2 separate regions of the Capra hircus genome follow, and region 2 is linked to region 1. A link is a contact called in public Hi-C data. All regions are on one chromosome and are shown on one strand. Each heading gives the region's core, a stretch centred on a gene start, on an enhancer-like site or on the middle of the called end of the contact. The rest is flanking DNA. Distances are from core to core; before and after follow the strand shown. Region 1 has its middle 75 kb from the start of PODXL. Region 2 overlaps PODXL (podocalyxin).

Evidence for each region. A called contact is a pair of places that touch in the nucleus more often than the background predicts.
Region 2: a Hi-C map of blood shows a contact between it and region 1, with 2.3 times the contacts expected there. The contact joins two enhancer-like sites. A contact is called at or near these places in 2 of 5 Hi-C or Micro-C datasets (both in blood).

Annotation. Positions count from the first base shown.
Region 1 is chr4:24,790,884-24,795,408 of ARS1.2, reverse strand. No RefSeq gene overlaps it. Among named protein-coding and RNA genes, the nearest start is that of PODXL, 75 kb to the left of the region's middle. Within about 2 kb of position 2,423, at least 1 of the 5 cell types and tissues checked has an H3K27ac peak or open chromatin away from gene starts, as enhancers often do.
Region 2 is chr4:24,930,409-24,934,933 of ARS1.2, reverse strand. It overlaps PODXL (podocalyxin), which reads right to left. Exons shown (of 9, transcript XM_018047491.1): 4 at 3,812-4,032; 5 at 3,222-3,293; 6 at 1,240-1,387; 7 at 970-1,031; 8 at 539-706. Among named protein-coding and RNA genes, the nearest start is that of PODXL, 65 kb to the right of the region's middle. Within about 2 kb of position 2,548, at least 2 of the 5 cell types and tissues checked have an H3K27ac peak or open chromatin away from gene starts, as enhancers often do.

The DNA of each region.
Region 1 (4,525 bases), core at 1,174-3,673:
CTCAGAGTCTATTGATTTGCATGTGAATGTCATCTAACTATCCCCTTACCCACAAGGGGAGGGGTGAGGGGTACTTGCTTCTCACCTCAAGCTTTGATTAGTGTCCTCTGCACTTTGGGGTGCTTGATGGACAGGCCACAGCCTCTCACTTGAGAAATCTAAAGTATATGAGGGAGGCAGTAAAGACCAGATGCTTTGAAGTTGGAGCAGAGGAGAGGTGGCTTCACTGGGGTCTACCCACTCTCCTGTAGTTTGTTGATGAGAAGGACATGAGATCCGTTGGAGCCTCAAGGGCAGGAGAGCTGCATGGGCTTCTCCAAACCTGCCAAGAGGAGAGCCTATAGGAGAAGGGGGTGAAGAATCTTCTGCAGATAGAGGCCGGGACATCTCCAGAAGCCCAGGGGCCGAGGAAGGAGCAAGTGATGGCCAGGTGAGGCATGCGCTGGCTGTCAGCAGGAGCCCTGGAACTCTAGATCCTTGAACTCTGGAGGACCCTTGAGAGTGTTCTCGAAGGTCTCCTGGGAATGTTTCTTTCAGACTTTAACCAAGTTGGCTCCCCCTGGTTCCACCCCAACCTGGACAGACACACACCACACCATTTATGAATTTTAATTCTGTAGGAAGATCAGAGTAACACAAAGCGCACTAAGAAGGGACTGGAAAAGAATAGCTTCAGGTGCCCCCGTGCAATTCTGTGTTTTGTCCCGTTTAAGTGGTGTGAATGGTCGCTCAGAGATGGCTCACAGATGGTGCCCCCATATCAAGTGAGATTTCTCCTGCCTCTTTCTCCTCCTGCTTCCCTCTTCTTGGACCTTGAGAGGTCAGGAACCAGGGTTGGCAACGTGGGGGAGGAGGGGCAAAAGTACCAAGGAGGGAAGGAGAGAAGAAGCCAGGCTTGCTCCACTGGATAGCTTGATGGTGGCTCTGGGGAGCGTGGCTTTGATGCCCCTGCCACCTGCCACCTGATCACAGTGGTGAAGTGTATTTCCTCACTGGGCTGGTATTGGGTTTGGTCATGTGACTTGCCAGTGGAATGTTAGTAGATATCATGTGAGTAAAGGCTTGCCATGCACTTGCAATGAGGACTTTCCTCTTGCATTTCTGCCCTCATCAGGACAACATGGCCCAGGTAGAATGTGCTCTCCTAAAGAGTGAAAGACGTGGAAGAGTCCCAAACAGCGCTCGCAGCCTGGAGCAAGCCCTACCAAGGTCAGCAAACTGCCCTCTACTTATGAGCTAGAAACAGATGCCTATTTCTGAGTGTCCCTGAGCTTTGGGGTGGTTTATAATGTGGCATTATTATGACAATACTTGATAAATGGGGTCACCAAATAAAGTTGAGAACCATGATGATTACACTAAGATAGACATGACTTATTGACTGCAGGACATTTTTTATTGACTAGAACTGTCTGGATTTCATTCTAGGGCAGGGGAAGGACATGCCTGACTAAATAAACTTAAAGAAACGTTAATGGATAATGATGAAGTCACTTTCTGATTATACCCACGAGCCCTGCTTGTTTAACTTAGCAATTACATGCGCTTCCATAAACAGTATATAATAATGCTATATAGGTTTAAAAACGTGTACAAATAGCATTGTGTATTCTGCAAGTTGCCCTTTCCACTTGCGGTTACTCTTTTGAGACTTATCCAGCCTTTAATGAAGGGGGCTGAGATTGGTTCCGTCTGGCTGCTCTCCCGTCTTTGACCTGTCTGGTCCAATCCTCGTTTGTGTCTGTAGCCTTTCTCCTCTAAACATAACTTTTCCCTGCGGTCACCATTTGTGTGTTCTTTAGATCTTCACTGGTACCTGGCCCCTGGAGGAGAAGGAAAAAGAAGGGAAGTAACATTTATTAGGTATCTCCTGCATACAGGGCACTGAGTGTACATACTCTTCATGTATACGATCTCATTTAATGTTCACAGTACCCCTTTGGGGTAGCTGTTGTCATTTCTCTTTTACGGATGAGAAGCCTGTGGCTTGGAGAGATGAATCATTTACCTGAAACCACATGAGCAGAAGGTTTGTCTGTCTGCAGAGCCGGTGCTGCTGACAAGGGCCTGGCATCTGTGCTCGTTAGTGGAACACCTGTCCTTCGGTCCCACGTCATCGTCCTTCGAGTCCCCTCTGCAGTCCCTGGATCATGTGCAGAGGGTGGGACCTACCTGCTTCCTCAGGTAGGAAGGCCCACCCGCATTGAGACTACAGTCCCCGGGGAACAAGCCTTACCCTCTTTTTTCCCAGTACTGCATGGCACGTTTGTACCTAGGATTAGCGACCCACACAGAAGTGTCACCAAGGGAAGAGAAGCTGCTCTCTCACGCAGGAGCTGGCAGGTCCCGTGGTGCGGGCAGAAGCTTTTGAGGGCCCTGGGGGAGTGAATGATGGGCAAGGCAGGGGAGGAGGTGGGGGACAGAGCAGGAACACAGCTGCTCCTGGTGGCTCCGAGCCACGTGCGGAGCCTAAATTAGCCTTGTTCTTTTCCAGATCCTCTGTGGGCTCGCTGCAGCCTGCCTCATCTCCTAGGTGTGGTTTTGTCCCTTTCCTCCTTTTCCAGTCCTCCCGCTTAGGCTTTTTCATCACAGTTAGCTTGCTGAGAAGCTAGATGGGGTGGCCTAAATGTGGTCTGAAAGATGGTGGTGTGGGGTGCTCAGGTTTCTCTCTCGTCTCTTCCTGTCCCTAGGAAGTTTCACCATTGGAGATTTTTTTTTACTAGAATGCAGCTTGAGGCTTCCCAGGTGGCGGAGTTGGTAAGGAATCTGCCTGCCAGCGCAGGAGGTGTAAGAGATGTGAGTTCGATCCCTGGTTGGGAAGATCCCCTGGAGGAGGAAATGGCAACCCACTCCAGTATTCTTGCCTGGGGAATTCCATGGACAGAGGAGCCTGGCGTGCTGCAGTCCATGGGGTCACAAAGAGTGAACACAGAATACAACTTGAAGTAAAGTCTTATCAGTACAATTGATCAGATTTCCCCTTCAAGACAGCATCTCTGAAAAACACACAGACAATTCTCATATGATTTACTGCTGTGTAGAGTAATGCTACCCACTCCAGTGTTCTTGCCTGGAGAATCCCAGGGACTGGGGAGCCTGGTGGGCTGCCGTCTATGGGGTCGCACAGAGTTGAACACGACTGAAGTGACTTAGCAGCGGCAGCAGAGTGATGCTTGCCTCCTGTCCATCTTATCCTCTCTCCCCGCTTAAATAGCTGCACTGATGGAAGAGGGGTGCATCAGGGCTCTGAGTTGAGAAAGGTCAAGGAGGGGCCTCGCCAGACGGAGGCAGCAGAAAGGGCAAGCTGGCCATGGGCACAGGTATGATCTCAGCCAGCTGTACTGTGGCCTCAGAGCTGGAAAGCCCGTCTGAGCTTCAGCCCTTTCACGGACTGGGTGCAGAAACGGGAGAGAGTTGCTTCTTCCTGGGCCTCAGTTTCCTCTCAAGGAAAACAAAGGTTGAAGAGGATGAGCCCTGAGATGCCCTCTCAGGCGGTGAGTCTGCGTTTTCCCTGCAGATTCTGTCTACGTTTTCCCTGCAGATTCTGTCTATGTTTTCTCTGCAGATTCTGTACTGCGGGGGAGTCGTCTCAGACTCCGGTTTTGCTGACTCAGCACTGCGGCTCTCTCTGCTGCCAACTAACCTGTGCCCCACAACTGATCTTAAAAACAAGGGAAAACAACAAGCCACTGTTTTTCTTATTAACTCTGCAAACAGCAGAGGTAGTCTAGGAGGGGACTGCTGACGGGTTATTAGCTGGAGCTGGGCTTTGCTCCAAAGTGCAGGGTGATAGGTGCACTCTGGGGGCAGCCCTGGTGCACCCTGGCATGTTCATGGTACGAACGATGGGCTTGCAACCATCTGGTTTTCCCTTTGCCTGTTAGCCATTCTCTAGAGCCTCTGCATGTCTTGTCTGACTGGGGGCCTTAACAGTTGCCAGGCAGTGTAGAGGCACTTCCCATCACTTTGCCCTGAGATTTCTTTGGCATCTTTTCCAGGACAGCTTGTTCTTTCAGTTGTGTGTGTTGCCTCTATACCTTTAATTATTTTGTGTATGTCTCATTATTTTGAATATTCTGATTTGTCTCTCTCAATTTTTCCTTTACCTGAAATTTTGGGTTTCTCGTACCCTTGCTTGTTTTGTCTGCTGGTTCTTATTCAAGGCGACTGTTTCCTTATAATTTGGAATTGAAAATTTGGATTGTGACCTCTTATCTTGGGGCTGGAGGGCTTGATCTGTGGAGGTACACGTTCCTTCTGGGCTTCCTGGGTTATCTCTGGATCCATTTCATGTTAATTTCTCTTTTTGGAGAGTCCTAGATCCCTAGTGTAATTTTAAATCCCTTTGTGCGTCACAGCCCCAGTGCCTAGAATTCTCAGCTGAGACTTCTCCACTTGATTCTAATAAAGTAGGAAAGAACAGATAAGTTTCCTTGAGGCCTCCCTGTGCTGGTGAGTGAATTCTTATAATCCGTCTCTTTACTGAGGTTGCATCTCTTTGAGAGTTCTGGCTTTATGCAGGGAT
Region 2 (4,525 bases), core at 1,299-3,798, 140 kb before region 1:
CAGGATACAACCTCAGTGGCAGAGGACCGTCCCTGGCAAGCTTTAAACGAATACAGTGACCCAGAAATGCCGTTTCAGTTGGGGTTTGAGGAAACTAAGCAGTGGGATTTCTTTTAAAGCTCTCCACAGTGTGCAGCCAGGGTTGAGAACCCTGAACCTGGGCGGAACTGTTACAAGGGAATCCTAGTAAGGTAGATGAAAAACCTTCTGGTTAGACGGGTATGCCTCAGCCCATTTACAGGAATGGATCCACAGAGCAACTCTGCAAGGTGGATATTCCCACTACGCAGATGAGAAACCTGAAGCTCAGAGATTATGACTTGCTCAAGGTTACCCAGTTAATCAGAGGCAGAGCTAGGGCTTAACCCAAGTCTTCTTTGACTCCAAAACCCTTGCCGCCTCTTTAATTCTTCAGGCAAATTTTCATTTCCTATGAGGGATGGTGACCTCTGCCTATCTGAAAGGGCCCACGGCTTTTCTCTAACACGGGAATAACAGGGTGAAAGTCATCCAGTGAACTGGACTGCTTGGTCCTTACCTGGTCCTTCCTATGGGAGAGGCGCTGGTGGCAGCAGGCATAGAGGGCCGCCACCAGGAGCAAGAAGGATGCCATGCAGACAATAGTGATGATCAGAGGCATGCTGAACCGGTCCTCCATCTCTTCTGGTGGTCCTTGCCCATCAAACTGCATGTCTCTGACTCCCACCTGGCCAGGAAAGAGAGAGTGACATAGCAGAAAACGGGTTCTGGGTCTCTCTCTCTCAGAACTCCCATTCACTTACAAGCTCTTCCACGTGGGGTTTGGGGGGCCTATTCCACTGCCCTGCTGTCCCCTTTTATCCTCCCATCTAGATGCTTGCAAACCAGAGGTTCCTCAACAATGAGAAACAGTGGAACCGGGGAACCGGGGGCTTCTGAGGAACAGGCTCCTGACCCAGGCTATCCCAGCATGTGGGGCTGCCCACTTACGTCTTCTAGTTTGTCCCAGTTGTCTTTCAGCAATTTATAAACGTCCGTGGGATGGAGCTTTGCTGAGGGGGAGAGGGAGAGATGCCGGTTCAGTGGTCTAGCTCAGAGAGACATGGCAGGGACAGGGGGCTTCCTGTTCGTCCGTCTCCTGAGCAGTGTCTCTCGTGCAGGTGACGGAGAGTTGACAACTGACCCATCCTTGTGGCTCCTGTCACCCCCCTGCCCCATTCCCACCCCAGAGAGGCCTCCCCGCCCTGGCCCTCAACTCACTGATGATGGTAATGTGTTTGATGTCCACTTCCTGGGCATGTGAACCAGGAGCCATCTCTATATAGCACTGATCTTGAGTTTTGTTGAAGGAGGGTTTTACTGCTTGGCACAACACCTCGACCAGTTTGTGATTCGAAGCGACTGTGTTCTGTTGTGGGAAGACCACAGGTAATTGCTCGGGGATCACGACAGCAGCCTAGGCTTGCAGGGCCGCCCTTGCAAGCTAAGGTCAGGACAAGGCTGTTGCCAGCTGTGAACCGATCGCCTGGACTGGCGGATGACATGCTCTCCTCCTGGGCCAGCCCCTGCCTTCTCTGGCTCAGGTGGACGTCTCCTCCCTCGACCCCCCGTCCCGTTTATCTCATCTTGGTTGAATAATGCCATTCCCCTGAGTGTGCCCCTTTCTCTCAGAGCTCTTTAATCATGACCTGCTGCCCGTCATCATTTCTCTCCCCTGGAAGGACCTGCGGAGGCACTGCCAGTGCAAAGATGCCAATGAACCTGCATGTACCAGCCCTTGATGCTGAGTTCAGAGACCTCAGGAGGGGAAGCGCCCGGCTCTCAGCTCAAGGTCATCCATCCCTCGGCTAAGACCGAAAACCTAAATAGGCTGACAAGAGAAGGGCAAGGCCATCACTGCACAGGGGGACTCGGGAGTGTCTGGAAGACGCACAGGACATCTTTGAGGGGCTTCCTCTGTATTTCTAAGCAGAAAGAGCATGGCTGATGTGGCTTTAGGGCTGAGGGTGAGGAAGCAAAGTGTGGGGAGCTTTTACCCAGTCATCCAGAGGCACCCCAAACTGGTGTTTCTCAGACTTTGGAATAAGGACACCAAGATGAAGAAAAGGACTCTTGCTTTGGCTTGTCCCACAAACCATCCCTTGGGTTTTCTACCTGGAATTTCCTTAGGCCTACTAACTCCCCGGCCCTCCTACCAGGTAAAGATGCAGGGCTTTCCTCTTCCCATTTACGGCGAAGGAAAAGAAGGCTTACCACCAAACACACCCCTGCCAAGCTTCAGCCAAAAAGGGAGCTGGAGGAAAGGCTGGGCAAGCGTCAGCGTGGTTCTCGCCTTGTCCAACAAGCCCAATCCCAGGAAAACCCTGCTCTGTTTGAAAACTCCAGCTTTTCTATAGTTGACTTGGAAAATTCCAGCAAAATGGACACCCGAAAGAAAACAACTGCAGAAAATAGGTAGCATTAAAGTATTGTAAACCCAAGCTTTCCCTGCCGCTTGCTTTCACTTTCTGGTTCCTAGGGGTGTTTGCAAAATAGCCACTGACCAGGAGAGGGCGGCAGTGAGCCATCCATAACCAGCACTCACTCGGACCTCAGCTACTGAGTAAGCACTGCGGGAGATATCCCCAGACTAAAGCCCTTAATCCTAGGGAGACTGGCAGTCTGAAGGTAGTGGACAACACGGCTACACTCTCTCTTTCATGCAAACGGACTCACACACGTGCTGACACCAGCTCCCTCAAACAATCCACACACACACACCATCCTGAGTGGAAGAACATCTGTTGGCAACGGCTCCCCTGGGTTAGAGGCAAGCTGTCAGATAATACATGGAGCAGGAAATATAAAACCACAGACTCTTAGAACAACGAAAGTTAGGCAGACTAAGTCTCTTCTCTTCAACTGAGGCCTCTGAAGCCCAAAGAGATGGGCTTAGCAAAGTCACATCCTGAACTAGAAGCAAGCAAGAACCAGGGCTTGGGTCAGACTCTCAGAAATGAAAGCTCAGGAGACCTGGTATTTCTGGCCCTGTAGCAGCCCTGTGGGCGGGGCTTCCTTTAGAGAAGCTGGTTCTGACCCTCTGTAAGATTGGAAGGACCAAAAACAAGGGCAGGAAATGAACACATCTCTCAGCTCCTTTCTACAAGGAACACTCCATTCCCTTCCACTTTCAGTGATCCTGGAGCTAAACCGCCTTTGGAAGATGTAGGTCAGGATGGGGCCCAGAGGAGCAAGGTACTCACACAACTGTTGGCTCCCGAGATGTTCAGGGAGAGTTTGCTCTCATTCAGCTTTTCAGGAGGACGGCACTGGATCTGAAAGAAGCCACTGGGATTAAGGGCCAGGTTGAATTTGATAAGATCTCATCTTTGAATCCTCCCTCCCTCCCTTAGGTGCTTCCCTGGTGGCTCAGAATCTGCCTGCAATGCAGGAGACCAGGGTTCGATCCCTGGGTTGGGAAGACTCCCCTGGAGGAGGGAATGAAAACCCTCTCCAGTATTCTTGCCTGAAGAATCCCATGGACAGAGAAGCCTGGCAGGCTACAGTCCATGGGGTTGCAAAGAGCTGGACACGACTGAAGCGACCGACACACACACACACAGTTAGGTGGGTGACACCAGGCAAGTAACTTGCGGCAAACTGGGAGCTGGCCAGCTGGGGTCTGACAGCCAGGTATGTTCCTGGTTATCCCGTTCTCTAAGGCCGAGTCCAGCAAAGCCAGAGACAGTGGGTGAAGGATACTGGCTCTCACACCCCCGCCAGGGGCTCTGGTAGAGAAGGGTAGAGATGCTCTTCCTGGAGTCCCTTTCTCTCTCAGTCTGGGCTCTCTTACCTGCCCTATATTTGTTGGAATTACTGAGGTGGGAGAACGGGTGCTGGAGCTTTGGGGGACATTTGATGTCAACTGAGTGCTGGAGATGGTGGATCTCCTGACCAAAGATGTGGTCCCAGGTCCCAGTGAAGAGCCTGTGGGATGCTGAACTCCAGTGGTGATGGTGACAGCTGGCGTCTCCCTGGAGGTGTGCTGAGTTCCTTCAATGGTGACCTGTGTTTCTGTAAATGGGAAAACAAAGCTTATGAGGAAAGGTGAGTGGTTTAAACAGAAAAAGGATAGTCTTTCCTGTTCTCAGTTTTCTGAGGTTCTTCAGTCTTCCCCCACCCCATTTTGGCTTTACAGACCACAAGCAGAAGGAGGCAAGCTATGAGAAAGAGGAGGCAGATGGAGGAAGCCAGGTCCCGGCACCTAGTACAGGATGAGGTGTGGGAACTCGAGAGAAGTATCAACAGCAGTGACAGTGCCAGAGCAGATGTCAGCGGAGTAACTGCTTCTGCCAGGCTCCTACTCTCTTCTTCAGGCCTCACAGTGACTCTGAGGAAAGTACCATAATCACCCCTTTCATAGACAAGGCAATGGAGCCTCAGAGGAGCTTCATGAATTCCGCACTAACCCGTGGCAGAGCAGGGACTGGAATCCAGGTTTATCCAACTCAGGGCCCTTGCTCTTATGCAGGACATAACTGTGCTCTTGGGGTGTGGTTCTCTAGTA